2 separate regions of the Rattus norvegicus genome follow, and region 2 is linked to region 1. Evidence: chromatin contacts called from public Hi-C data. All regions are on one chromosome and are shown on one strand. The core of a region is the stretch at or near the end of the contact, and the rest is flanking DNA. Distances in the headings are between cores, read along the strand shown. Region 1 has its middle 25 kb from the start of Gprc5d. Region 2 overlaps Fam234b (family with sequence similarity 234, member B).

Region 1 (7,417 bases), core at 1,943-4,442:
ATCGATTCTAGAACTGTTTTTAAAGGGAGCATTTGATCAAAGAATCAAAACCCAAGTATGATCGCCCATATTTTCAGGATTCCTCTGATTTTCCTTCTCCTCTCTTGACCCTCTCCTGGCCTCTCTCCTGGTCTCTCTCCACCTGGCATGGGAAGCCACAGAGAGGCACTGGTGGACACCACCCGTTTCTGATTTATCATCCATCTCTGTCTTCCAGACTTGAGTCAACTGTCAGGTGAGGGCGCTCCAAGCAAGGAGAAAAGCTTCTCCTCAAGCTGCAGGCTGGGAGACAAAGGAAGACAAAGTTCCCATAGGCCTGAAGCCCCTGTGGTGTGTAAGCCAACGCCCAGTACTGGTTCTTTCTCCTTGTGAAGTTATGTCTCCTTTTGGGGAAATTCGCCTGTCCTTGGAAACTTTCTTATTTATTTATTGACAAGGTTATTCTATGTAACCCAGGCTGGTCTGGAAACCTCTGTGTAGCCCACACTGGATTGGAACTCATGATCCTCCTGCCTCAGCATCTTGAATGCAGGGGTTGTAAGTGTCCGTCTGTCCATGGGGTCTTTAGTGTCCCTTAGGAGAGCAGACACATGCCAGGTGGTGGTGGCTCACTCCTTTAATCCCAGCACTTGGGAGGCAGAGACAGGCAGATCTCTGAGTTCAAGACCAGCCTGTTCTACAGAGTAAGTTCCAGGATATCCAGAGAGAGGAGGAGGAAAGGGAGAGAGAGAGGGAGAGGGAGAGGGAGAGGGAGAGGGAGAGGGAGGGGGAGGGGGAGGGAGGGAGAGCACATAGATCATCAGCAGAAAACCCTTACACATCATTATGGGGTTGCAGTGACTTGCCCTGAGGTGCTGTCACTGCAGCATGCATTCTAAACCCCCAGATCCAGCAACAGGCAATAAAATGAACCTTGTTTTAGCTGGGCATGTGGCACATGCTTATAACCCCAGTACTAAGAAACTGACACCAGAAGGCTGTCACAAATCTTTGAGGCCTATTTGGGATGCAGAAGATGCTTCCCTCCCCACTCTTATAAGAAAAACAGATGGGGCAATCTCAGCCTTTCTGAGGTAGAGTTCAAAGCCAGCCTTGGGCCATGTAGTAAGTATAAGTTCAAGGCCAGCCTGGGTTACACAAGACCCCCTTTCCCACTCACCCCCACAAGAGAAGAACCAGTTTAGAACATGAAGCTTTAGTAGGCTTGGTGGTGTGCACCTGTAATCTTAGTACCCAGGAGATACAGAAAGATCAAGAGCTCAAGGTCATCTTTGGCTACTTGGTGAGCTTAGGTTCAGCCTGGGCTACACAAGAAATTGTCTCTAATTAAACAAATGAAATAGAAGAAGGAGAAGAGAAGACTCCAGGGAGAGGGACAGGGACAGGGACAGGGACAGGGAGGAGACAACGCTTTAATGGGATCCATTACCGCACATGCAACCAACCCCCCTTGCTCCCAGCTGCTTCCCTCTCTGGTTAGCTCCATACAGTGATGTACTGTTTCTGCGGATTTGTCAAAGCACCATGATTAGATATTATCCATGATTAGATATCATGTTGCCATGATTCCCACGAATGCCCTGGGCTGGTGCTTTCTGAGCATCAACAGTGGCAGGGCCTTACCAGGACACACTGGAAGCCATAGTCCAGCTTCTGACTGAAGACTGGTTAATCTGAAGTCACCAATGAGCAGAGCTGAGAGCCTGGTCAGTCTCATGGGCATACTAAGCAAACATGGAGCGATTGGCCCCAGATTTGATGTGCAGCTCAAAGACTGAGGAAAATGGCAGAATACTCTTCTTCCATCCTGTCAGCCTGACTTTGTTACTGACAACGTCAACTGGCATCATGGACCATGAAGAAGCAAGATAAAAACGCATAGGAAGGGCGCTGGAGAAATGGCTCAGAGGTTAAGAGCATTGGTTGATCTTCTAGAGGACCTGGGTTTCCCAACACTCACACAATGGCTCACAATTATCTGTTAATTCCAGTTTCAGGGGATCCCATAATCTCTCTGGTCTCCTTGGGCACCGCATACACATGCTACATACCTATACATGCCTGCTACCATATACCCCCAAATACCCTCACAAGTGAAATTAAAAAGGAAACCACATAGGATGGAAATCCTGGGTTCTTTTTCTACCAAGGTAACCATTGCCAAAATAGATAAATAAATAAAATACTCCAGGAGAAGAAAGGATGATTCTAGAGGGTTTTTTTTCTCACAAGAAACTGAAATAGAACAGGCACATGTTGATCTTAGTATGATGTCTGTAAGACAGAGATAAAGGCAAGAATAAGGCAGAGTTAAAAGTTAATAGTGGCGGGGTGTGGTGCCCATGCCTTTAATCCCAGCACTAGGGTTCAAGGCCAGCCTGGCCTACAGGGTGAGCTCCAGGACAGCCAGGACTGTTTCACAGAGAAACTGTGTCTCAGGGGGAAAAAAAATGAAACAGTTAAACATTTGAGGGCCAGTGAGATGGCTCAGCAGGTAAAGGTGTTTGCTGTTAAACTTCACGCCCCAAGTTAAATCTCCGGAACACACGTGGTGGAAGGAGAGACCTGACTCCAGCAAGCTGTCCCCTGACCCCCACATGTGTTTGTGTCACACAGGTTCACGTGCACATACACAACACAGCATCCATGTGAGAAAGCAAGGGTGAGGGGCTGGTCTCTCATGGATTGCCTGTGAAGGCGCTTGACTAATGTCTTATCAATCACTCGGCCCAAAATAAAACATGTATCACATTGCCAACATGACAACATGCTGGAAAAAAAATAAAATCAGAGCACTGACACATTGCAACAAAGTTAGATGTCAGTTTAATATATGTAAATGTATTCATGGTCTCCAATAGTTACATAAACATATGTTAGAAAAACATTGGTTAAAAAAACAAAAAAACAAAAAAACCCCAACCCTAATGGTTTTAGATGTCTTTGAGCCAGTGCTGAGACTGTGTGACCTGAGCACTCCTGGTACCATTGGGAAGTCTAGGCCAAGGTATGTGCTGGTCCCTCTGACTGGGGGCGTGGCCATTACCGTACACCGAATATCAACTCCACTGATTTGCATCTCATTTGCATATGGGGGCTGTTTTTAGAATTCCAGGGTGCACAGCATGGCAGACGGGGCGGGAAACAGTGGATCGGAGAGGAGAGGAGAGAATGCCGTGGGCACGCCGCCGTCATCACAGACAACGCTTACTATGTGCTGTGTGCTTATTCACACAGGCTCTGCTTAATGTACACTAGTTGTGTAAATGAATGTACGGGAATGCTCTGGGCACACCCACCCCTACACACAGACCTGAAACACCAGCAGACTGAGTTATGTCCACCAAGGCGAAGCTGCCAGGCAGTGGGGCTGGCAGTCAGGGTAGGTGGGCCAGCTCGGACCTGGGATTGACAGCAGTGTGCTGCTTCCCGACGATCTCTGCAGAGCAGGTACCCCGTGGCTAACCGTGTTCGGGAGGCTAAGTCTAAAGCAGCTTCCTGTGAAGTTGAGCTTCTCTCTTGCTAGCCAGGGGTGTTCAAGTTGAGCGATGCTATGGTGGGGCTGTCGTGGGGTTCTGTGTTTGGTAATGACAGACTAGGGAGACTCAAAAGGTCTCAGAGCTCTTAGAGTTTGTAGGTCTGGCTTGTTAGGGTGGATAATATCTAATTAAACTAACAGGATCCAGATCACCTAAGACACAGACATTACCCAGCCCAGGCTGGCCTGAAGCTCAAAGGCCTTTTGTTTCAACACAGTGCTGGGATGTCAATGTGCACGCACTGCTCTATGCCTGGCGCGCGCTCTCTCTCTCTTTCTCTCTCTTTCTCTCTCTCTCTCTCTCTCAAGATTTACTTATTTTATATATATAAGTACACTGTCACTGTCTACAGACGCACCAGAGGAGGGCATCAGATCTCATTACAGATGGTTGTGAGCCACCATGTGGTTGCTGGGAATTGAACTCAGGACCTCTGGAAGAGCAGTCAGCGCTCTTAACCCCTGAGCCATCCCTCCAGCCCCACTATTTCTCATATTTGAAGCTTACTACCATGTCACTAAACCAGACCCATCTTCACCTATGCCAATTAAAACAAATCATGGGTTTTTCAAAGGAGAAAGTTTATTCCGGGATTAGAGGGGTGGCTCAGCGGTTAAAACCCAGAGGACCCAGGTTTGTTTCCCAGCACCCACATGGAGGCTCATAACTACATGGACCTCAGGTTCCAGGGGATCTGACACCCTCTTCTTGTCTCCTTGGACACCAGGCATACATGTGATGCACATATATTCACGCACCCATACATATAAAATAAGTCATCTTTTAAGAGGCCAACTTATTCACAAAGTGGCTGTGTGTGTGAAGACGGGTCTCAGATCCACCTGTGCAGGAGAGAATTGGGCGTGTTTACATGATAAAGAAGCAGGGTGGGTCAGGAATGGGGGCTCATGCCTGTGACCACAGGATTCTAGAGGCAGAGGCAGGAGGATTTCATGAGTATTAGATTACTCACAGCTATAGTTTGATGCGTGTGCGTGCACGCATGCATGCATGTGTGTGTGTGTACGCATGTGTGTGTCTGCATATGTGTGTGCCTCTGCATATGCATGCATGTCCATGTCAAATGTCATTCACTTTATAATTTAAAACATTTTGATTACTTTATTTACTTTTGTGTGTGGTCATGAGTGGCCTGAGGTGTGGGGAAAGGTGGTGAAAGTCAGAGGTGAAGCAGCCTGCAGTCTGCATGGATGTGTCCAGTCTTTACAGCTCTTTACAGAATGCATGCTCTGAGCATGGCAGTGCAGGTGACTGTGGAGGTGCGGACCTTTGATCCCAGCATTGGGAAGGTACAGGAGGGCAGCTTTCTTTGAGTTTAAGCTCCCCAATTCCAGGTCAGACAAGGCTACATATTGAGATGCTGTCTGAAGGAGAAGAAGGAGAAGAAGAAGGAGGAGGAGGGAGAAGAGGAGGGGGGAGGAGGAGGAGGAGGGAGAAGAAGAAGAAGAAGAAGAAGAAGAAGAAGAAGAAGAAGGAGGAGGATGAGGATGAGGAGGAGGAGGAGGAGGAGGAGGAAGGCAGGGGGAGAGGGAAGGGGAGGAGCAGCAGTATGGTGATATTCTTGGCCCACACTCTCTCAGCCCAAAGGGAAGAGCCAATGTTTTCAACAAAAGTAGTTTTGGAGTCCTTGAAAGGCAACCAAGGTAACTGACTGTCACCGTCATGATTCATGTGTCAGAGGCATCACATACAGCATAGCTGGTGGGAGACTGACATTCTACTGCTCAGCTGCGTGATTGCTGTGATTCAAGTCCTGATGATTAAAGTCAACTGAATTCAAGGAACTAACAGCAGATTCAGCTGGAGGGTTTTTCCAGATTTCCCTAGTTGTTCATAAAGGGGTTGTCTGGTTCTATTATCTTTTATTTTGTGTATGTTCCTCTCTCTCTCTCTCTCTCTCTCTCTCTCTCTCTCTCTCTCTCTCTCTCTCTCTCTCTGTGTGTGTGTGTGTGTGTGTGTGTGTGTATACACCATAGTACACATGTGCAGGTCAGAGAACAACTTTCAGGAATCAGATCTCTCCTTTCACCAGGTGGATTACAAGGATCAAGTTCTGTCTGTCAGGCTTGGAGTCCAAACATTACCCTCTGAGCTATCAGTCTGTCCCTAGAAAATACCATTTTTGAAGTACAGAGCGCTGTTTCATGGGGCCAGTAGAGATGGATGGTTCAGCAGTAAAGAGCATTTGGCTGCTCTTCCAGAGGATTTAGGATTGATTTCCAGCACCCATATGCAGCTCAGAACCATCTGCAACTCCAGTTCCAGGGTATCTGATACCTTTCATGGATACCAGGCACACATGTAACAAGTAAGCGTGCATTGGGGCAAAACACACACACATATGATAGTTCTATGTCAACTTGACACAAACTGAAGTCATTTGAAAGAAGGGAACTTAAATTGAGAAAATTCCTCCATAAGATCAGCTTGTAGGCACTTGTATAGGGTATTTTCTTAATTAGTGCTTGGTGGGGGAGGTCCCAGCCTGTTGTAGGTGGGCCATCCTGGGCTGATAATCTTGGGTTCTAGAAGAAAGCAAGTTAAGAAGCCATGATGAGCAAGTCAGCAGCCCTCTGTGGCCTCTGCATCAGTTTCTGCCTCCAGGTTCCTGCCCTGTTTGAGTTCCTGCCTTGATTTCCCTCGGGGATCGACTGTCACCTGGAAATATAAGCTGAAATAGAGCTCCTCCCCAGTTTCCTCCCCAAACTGTCTTGGCCGTGCTGGTTCAGCGCAGCGATAGAAACCTAAATGAAAACAACACACATAAAACAAAATAGGATAAAAGGCCGCTCCATGCTTCTTTGAGGGTGACTAATTACATAAAAAGAAACCCTATGATTTATGTCAGGAAGCAAAATACAAAAGGGCTGTGGGCTGAATTTGTGTAGCAGGAGTTTAATCATCTTCACAGGCCCATGAAGGCTGGGACGCTAGAGTAGGGATCCAGTTTGACCTCATTTGCTGAGGAAGGAGGGACCTAAGACTGTCCAGGGCCGTCGGGAGTGGAGGTGGGGGTTGGGGGGGAAGTGGGCGGCATGGGGGTGGGGGTGGGGGCGCCAGCTGTTCAGCAGCAGGAAAAGCTCTGAAACCAGCGACCTGGCAAAGTCATCAAGAGAAAGTATGTTAGGATGAAGTTTGACTCAGTAGAATTTTTGGGACGATACTAAGTTACAATTCCCAGAGTTTTGTCTGTGAAAGTGGGTGGTGTTCATACTACAGAAAGACCCCAAATCATGGCCAAATTAATTAAAGCAAGCTGTATCTGTGTACAGGGGCTGTCTCCCCAAAGACGGGGTTCAAGGGATCACCACGGGACACGGGGAAGATAAAGCTTTTATAGTTCAGGAGTGGGGTTCACAAAAGAAGAGCATAAGCATACCCAGTTGGTTGTAGCAATCTTCTGAAGCAAAGATATTGTTGCGAGATGGTAGAACAACAGGCCAGAGCGAGCTGCTCATAGCAACCTTTTGAAACAAAGGTCTGGTGGCGGCTCCTGGAACAGGCCGTACAGGAGCATTTGTAGTTAAGACTCTGGTGGGGGGCATATAGCCCCATCCCTGAGAAACAGATTTAACCATAAAAAGGAGTGAACCTTTAAAGGTTGTCTTTACTATACGAGGGCTGTTAAGCCCAAGATGGAGTCAGGAAGGCTAATTTATCAGTGAGTTGAACTGTAATATACCACGGAGGCTTTACCTCCTAAGTGTTACCCACTCTTCCAAATTGTCGCCCCTAGACAGGAACCAAGCATGTGTGGAACATTTCACATTCAAGTCGCAGGCAGGATCTCACTCTGCAGTTCACACTGGTCTGGAATGAACCATGTAAACTCAGACTGTTCTAAAACTCATGGCAAT
Region 2 (7,417 bases), core at 2,436-4,935, 140 kb after region 1:
CCAGCTGTAACTCCAGTTACTGGGGTTCTGATGCCCTCTGCTGACTTTCCAGGGCATCACCCACACGCGCTGCACAGGCAGGCAAAGCAGCCACCCACATAAAACAAAACAATAAGCAAATAAGCTAAAATCCGATGGGAGGCCATTACACGCACATGCAGCCAGATGCTTGAGGATTTCAGATCCCACGTCCTGCTTCCTTTGTCGTCAGACAAAATCTAATGGGAAGATATGGGGGGAAGTTTTCGCTTCTGGACCTGCCTTTTGCTGAGACAGAAAGTGGAAGTGATGCTTTACCTCTGTCTCCCTCTCTAGGGAAAATCCTCTGGACTCTAAACCCAAACTATCTGTCCAACGGTACCTTGGCTGCCCCGGTTGTGGTGCTGCCAGACCTGGATGAAGACGGTGTCCGAGATCTGGTGGTGCTGGCCATTGGAGAGTTGCAGGTACGATCGGTCTCTAGTGATGGTCACTGTAAGTGCCGCGTAGGCCTTGTTGTTGCAATGGCTTAGGCTGAAGTAGATTCTCTTGGTGAGGGGTAAGTGAACCAAGAAAACTCTAAGTTCATTTCCTATGATACACGGTGGTTCTGAGGACTGTGGTTTAGGAGTGCACTGGAGTGGACAGATGGCTTGTGTGTGAATTCCTTCTATACCACTCTGTAGCTCTGTGGCCCAGGGCAAGTTGTACCCTATCCATGCACGAGTTCCTTCACACGTCTACAAGAGAAAGTTCATCTTTCCCTGGAGGCCGCTTATGAAAATGAAAGCTAACAAATAAAGTCCTAAAACACTGCGTATTTTCTACTCTGTAAACGTAACGTTAGTTTTACTATACGTATTTAAAGTTTACTTCAATTGTAAAGCAGGGTGGATGGACAGAAGGCTCATAAGACGTAAGTTTGGATAAAACTTAGTTTGGTAGCGTGATGGCTTAGCACCCATGAAGCCCTTGTTTGGTCCCCTGCAATGCATAAATCAGGTGTGGTGGAGATACTCCTGCACTCAGAAGCTCTAGGTCATCTGTGACAACATAGTAAGCTTGAGACTAGCCTGACACGTGTGTGGGGAGACCCCCAACAGCAGCAACAACAACAGCAGCAGCAGCAACAACAACAACATCATCACAAGCAAATGCTTCACCCTTGTAATCGCAGCACACAAGAGGTTTGAAAGTTCCAGGTGAGCCTGGGTTGCACAATGAGACCTGTCTAAACTTGTAGCTTGTGGTTTTAAACATCCGTACCACCTTTTCCTTCATTGGACTGAGCTCTGGCCACTCCCTGCTTTCCTTTTGCTTTACCCAGCTTAGCTCCAGGATCTGCTGCCACCAGCCCTAACCTGGACACACACACACACACACACACACACACACACACACACACCACACACACATACACACACACACACACACACACACACACACACACACAGAGCTCTGGTACCTTTTAATTTGCCTACTAGGCATAATTGCTGGGCACGGATCACTCCTGCCTAGAAAAGTGTGCCCTTACCAATTTATTATCTCCATTTTCCTCCTGCACCAAATGTAGTGGCTCGTTCCACCTAGTCCCTGCAAACATCTTTGGCCATCTTCCCATAGTGGAGGCCACAGGCCCTAGCTGCCCCCTGGGGCCTTACATGATTGCTGTGTTCTTCTTCCAAAGTACGACAGATCTGCCACTTTCCTTCCTTGTGTTGTCTCCTTTTCCTCCTGGGATCTGGAAGTCCCACCTGTACCTTCCCCACCCCTCCTCTCCCGCCCCTCCTCCCCACCTTCTTTATTGACACATCAAGAACCAATTGATGAGTGGAATTTTAACATCAGGACCTCCCTCTACATAAACTAACCAGACTAAAATCCTTTCTGATTCATCAAGGACCAAAGGGAGTGCCAGAAGAAGACAGATTTTCAGTGTGGATGTGGTAGCTCATATTTATAATTCTAGCACTTGGAAGCTGAGGCAGGAGAATTGTTGTAAGTGCAAGGACAGCCTGGTCTACTTAATATGTTCTAGTCTGTCCAGTATACCACAGTGATGCAATGCCTTGATTTCCTCCCTTCCCCCTCAAGAAAGATGAACTTTGATTCCAGCACAGTGACCTCATAAGTCACAGTTCAGACGTTGTGGAGCAGCCGCTTGGTACACAGACGAAATAAAAGACCTTTTCCCCAGTCTCAGAGAAGATCAAATTAATGAGCAGTTATCTCAATTAAAATTTTGTTTGTTCTTTTGAGACAGGCTCTTACTATGTAGCCCCAGCTGGCCTCAAACTCACCTAGATTCACCTGCCTCTGTCTCCCAAAGGACTAGGAGTAAGGTATGTGCCACCGTGACTGGCTTGCAATTTAAATTCAAGCTATATGCAGCTGGGTGGTTGCGGTGCACATCTTTAATCCAAGCACTCGGGAGGCAAAGGCAGGCAGATCTCTGTGAGTTGAAGGCAGCCTGGTCTACAGATTGAGTTCAAAGACAGCCAGGACTATACAGAGAAACCCTGTCTTAGAAAAAACAAACAAACAAAAGGGGGACTGTATATATTTTATTGTATATATGGATGCTTTACCTCCATATATGTCTTTGTACCACTTGTGTGCCTGGTGCTTTTGGAGAGGAGAAGTGGGCACCGGATCCCCTGGGACTGGATTTATCGACATTTGCGAGCCACCATATGGTTGCTGGGAACCAAACTCAAGTCCCCTGCAGAAAAACCCATCTTTGCTGGTCCCGCCTTTCTTACTTTAAAGATCAATATCACTGGCTCAGTCTGTTTTATTTTTATTTTTGAGACAGGGTCTCCTTTTGTCCCCCTGCCTCAGATTCAGATTTGCCTGCCTCGGCTAAGTCATTGACCTGATATAGGAATTATTCACATAGAGTTTTATTTTAAATAATTAATTTCTATGTACGAGAGCCCTGTCTGCTAGTACACCTGCATGCTGGAAGAGGGCGTCAGATCCTGTTGTTGGAGAATTGAACTCAGTACCTTTGGAGCGGCTGAGCTATCTCACCAGCCACCTCACACAGCGTTTTTAAACTTTGTATCCTAGCCAGTATTCAACGTGGGGGTGGAAGGACTTTGTTCCTGCTATAGGACGTGATTTTCTGAAGGCGTGAGAGTGTGGGAAACTGCTTTCTGACGGAACCCAGTTCTCATAGCCCAGCAGGCCTCATTCTTGTGCATCAGCACATTTGGAGATCTCGGTTCTTTTGTTTGAGATTTTGGGGGACAGAGTCTCACTGTTATCTCAGGCTTGCCTTAGTCTTCTGATAAGTTTCCCTAATACTGGAATTTCAGGTCTATACCACCAGGAGTAGCAGAAATTCTAGTCTCAATGCCCCGTCTGCTTCTTATGCCCGGGAATGTGAAGGGCGGTGGGCTAGGCTTTTGAGACTCTCCACACTACAGGGCCCTTGTGAGAGGAATCAGCTCGCCTGCTCTTAACTCTGACCCTACCTGTCTGTTGGTCAGCTGTCCTCACAGAGTTTACTCATTTGAGCAGTAGTATGCAGATGATATAAGAGTCTCCATGTTGCCTGAAAGTGACAGTTACGGGATGTTCCGAGAGAGCAGATGGATTTAGGCCGTGCCTACTGCCCGCTTCTGCCTTGATTACAGGCAATGAGTGGGAGGAGCTGTGTGAGGCACAGACATAGAAAGGGAATACATTTAGGACTGTGACTTAAGAGTAGACGAGTCCTTAGGTCTGGGAGGGGTATGAGCTGAACCTGGCAGAAGAGCCTGCTTCGGTACGTGGGGACCAGTCTGGTCCAGAATGTTATGGAGAAGGGACCTGAGAAGCCTGTAGCCATTGCAGTCACACTGTGTGTCGGTGTGAATGTGAGCCCAGACCCATGGCCCTGTGTGTCCTTCTCACGCCCCAGGCTAACGCTAATGGCACTGATGTGTGAGCCCCCTTGCATTGCTAATCAGCTCGTGGGCTGCAGTGTTGGTGGAGGAGTTTATGCTCCCAGCCTCCATTCAGAGTTCCACTTCACAGTTCCCATTTGGCATCTTGGAGTGAATCGATCTCCATCTAGCTCAAACCCAGGGACTGCCTGACCCCACTAAGTCAGTTACTCCAAAGGCTAAGTATCCATTGCTGACACAGTCTCCTCAGAGACAGGGTGCTCCTCTTCCCCTGAACCCCATCTGCCCATAGGTTCTTTAACATCCGCAAAGAGCTCTGTTCATGGTTACCTCCACCCGAGGATACCATTACTTCTTTTAATGCAGATTCAATTTCTGTTCGTAGCTGAAGACTTTCTAACATTTGCTCCTGGCTTATAGTCACCAAATGAGCTCCTCTCTTTTCATTAATCAATGTCTCAGTCAGGGTTCCGTTGCAGTGAAGAGACATCACGGCCAGGGTAACTCTCGTGAGGTCAACCTTTAATTGGGGCTGGCTTTAGGTTCAGAGGTCCAGCCCATTATCACCAAGGCAGGAGCATGACAGTGTCCAGGCAGGCATGGCAAGGGAGGAGCTAAGAACCCCACATCTTGATCTGAAGCTCACTAGAAGATGGATTCCCTCAGGCAGCTAGGAGGGGAGGGTCTCAAAGCCCACCCCCATCATGACACACTTCCTCCAACAAGGTCACACTTGCTAATAGTGCCACACCCTGGGCTAAGCATATTGAAACCACCATAACCAATTAATTGGTAAAATGATTTCTTCCTATAATTTTGATTCATCTTCCAACCTAAGGCCCTTTAGAGCATTAAGTTTGCTATATAGTGTTTTAGCTGTGCTATATGCTTACTCTAGTGATGTAGTCTTTGACAGGATGTTTTAGGACATACAAGAGCAGAGTGCTATGACCTTCCCCTAAAATCTCCCCTCTGGTATTGACAGAATAAGTCATTTTTGATGCGTGTGCTGAAAACCACACTGGTCTATCTTTTCTATAAGAATTCATAATTATAAACCTTGTCAAGCACTTTATCGAGGGTCTGGGGCAGTGACTCAGTGGTTGTGCTTGCCTCTCTTTCAGGGCACTGGAGCCTGGTACCCAACCCTTGCGTCACATGACTCTCAGCTGCCTGTAGCTTCCCTTCATGGGGATCGAATGCCCCCTTCTGGGCTCTAAGGGCACCTGCTCACACACAGCATATACTACCCGTGTGCACATGCGCGCGCATGCACACACACACACACACACACACACACACACACACACACACACAAAATAATGGAGAAACAGAGTCTTTAGAGCTCAGGCTAATAAGCTGTGGCCAGTGGGTTAAGTTCGTCCCACTGTTGGTTTTCCCACATAAATTTTTGTTGGAGCATAGTCATTTCCTGTTCTCCCTGTGACAGACTCATGCCAGGAGAACAGTAGAAAGCAGTTGCTACTGAGACCTCACCACTGGAGAGGCCTACAATATCCACCAGCTGGCCATTTGCAGAGAAGTGTTACTGATTTCCAGAGCGAACTTGACAGTGGCCAGGCCAGACATGTGACGTTGTAGGAGAATTCTGTGGGCTGATACAGGGGCACACCAGTGTGTTAGCCACTGCTGAGATCTAATACCTGGCAAAGTCATCTGAGGGGAGGAAGGTTTCACCGTGTCTTACAGTGTCAAGAGCCAGGATGCGGGGAAGGCATGGTGGGGGCAGCAGAAGCTGAGGCACTGTCACATTGTATCCACAGTCAGGAAGCAGGGAAGTCCATGCTCACTCCTTTCTTTCTATTGCAACTAAATTTCATTTATGTGTGTGCATGTGTTTGTATGTATGTCTGTATGAGTCTTTGTGCACACATGTGTGTATGTGAGTGTCCTTGGGAGGCAGATGAGTTTTGATCCCAGAGCCAGAGTTGCAGGGATTCATAAGCTGCCTGACTTCAGTCCTGGGATCGGAACACCGGTCCTCATGGTTGAACAACAAGTACTTACAACAGCCTTCTCCGTAGGCCCTGATTTTTTTTTTTTTTTTAATTTTTGTTCAGTTAAGACCCCAAGCTGATAGGATGAAGCTGCCCACATCTAGATTTGGTCTTCCTACTTGATTAAACTTTCTAGCTGGAGAGATGGCTCAGTGGTTAAGAGCACTGACTACTCTTCCAGAGGTCCTGAGTTCAATTCCCAGCAACCACATGGTGGCTCACAACCAACTGTAATGGGATCCGATGCCCTCTTCTGGTGAGTCTGAAGACTGCGACAGAGTAGTCATATACATAAACAAACAAATCCTAAAAACAGGATACTTAAGATAAATATTTTTAAAAAAAAGAAAAAGAAAAAAGCTTTCTAGAAACATCTTCAGAGACACCCAGAGCTGTGTTTCCTTGGGGATTCTAACTCCTCTCAAGCTGGTCATTCGGATCTCTCTGGTAAAAACTGGTTATTGAGTAAAGACCCTCCCTTGTATCAGCATCGTATATTTAACTCTCCATCTTTAGGCGATGACACAGTCGATGACCACTGTGATTCCTCATCTGAGGAATCTTAGATACTCTTCATACACATCTAATCGGGAGTATGCATTCGCCCCGGTTCTTATCTCCGGGGGAATGAGCAAGCACGTTAGGCTTCGTGCTCTCCAACCACTTAGCTCATGAAGCCTTCGGAAATGAAAGGCTCTATTAATACGGCTCCTTTCTTTTACTTCTTCAGCCAGATCTGTGTTTCCTGCTCGTATCTGGCCGAACAGGGAGTCCCGTGGGCCGACCTGTGAAGTATAACATCGTGGGAGTGGGGAATCTGATTGGTCCCCAGGTTTACATCACCGCCAGTGGAGCTGTCTACATCCTGTTTGGCTTTGGTAAGAAGCAAGGCTGGCTTTGGCTTCTGCTCCCCTGGTGTAGGTGTCCTGGCTCCTGTGAGACAGGGGCTGCTGGCGTTGGCTCTTTTCCGTCTCCATTATAGGGCCTGTCCCCTACTGCAGGTCATGAACTCTGCCTCCCCTTGATGCGGTCTCTGGAGAGGGACAACCAGCATCAGCTTGATCACTTTCCCATCACTCCAAGTGGGACCGCACTGGGGTGGGATCCGCCCTGTGTCCCCTGCCCAGAACCCCACCCTGGGAGATAGCCTGGGCGAGTTCTTTTAAACCCAGCTTCTCAGTGTTGGCTCTTCCTGTGGCACTAGGAAACATACAAGCCGTCGCCCTGCGGGACATTTTTGTTCAGGCCCAAAACCGAGACAGCTCACCACCCTCTCTGCAGATAGAAGAGCCCGAATGGGAGAAGCACAGATCTGTCAACCTTTCTGAGCTCATCGATGTTTACAGGTATTGCCCATCCATGTCTTTGACTGTAGAGAGGCCTTCTGGAGACTCATACATCATGGGGTCTCTGAGTTTGCGCTGACTAGTGAGTGAGGGCAGAGGTGTGGGGAAGGGGAGCTAACCTTAAAATACCAACCTATGCCAAACACAGCGAGGAATCGTGTCTCTTGGTGTGGAATGTTGG

The links. Hi-C and Micro-C count contacts between places; a contact is called where the count stands out from the background.
Region 2: a contact with region 1 is called in a Hi-C map of the A7r5 cell line, with 8 times the contacts expected there. The contact joins two enhancer-like sites. A contact is called at or near these places in 7 of 12 Hi-C or Micro-C datasets (the A7r5 cell line, frontal cortex, hepatocytes and 3 more).

Annotation. Positions count from the first base shown.
Region 1 is chr4:169,658,554-169,665,970 of GRCr8, forward strand. No RefSeq gene overlaps it. Among named protein-coding and RNA genes, the nearest start is that of Gprc5d, 25 kb to the right of the region's middle. Within about 2 kb of position 3,193, at least 6 of the 93 cell types and tissues checked have an H3K27ac peak or open chromatin away from gene starts, as enhancers often do.
Region 2 is chr4:169,800,121-169,807,537 of GRCr8, forward strand. Fam234b (family with sequence similarity 234, member B) reads left to right here. Exons shown (of 13, transcript NM_001108652.1): 5 at 316-446; 6 at 6,621-6,768; 7 at 7,095-7,236. Among named protein-coding and RNA genes, the nearest start is that of Fam234b, 24 kb to the left of the region's middle. Within about 2 kb of position 3,686, at least 17 of the 93 cell types and tissues checked have an H3K27ac peak or open chromatin away from gene starts, as enhancers often do.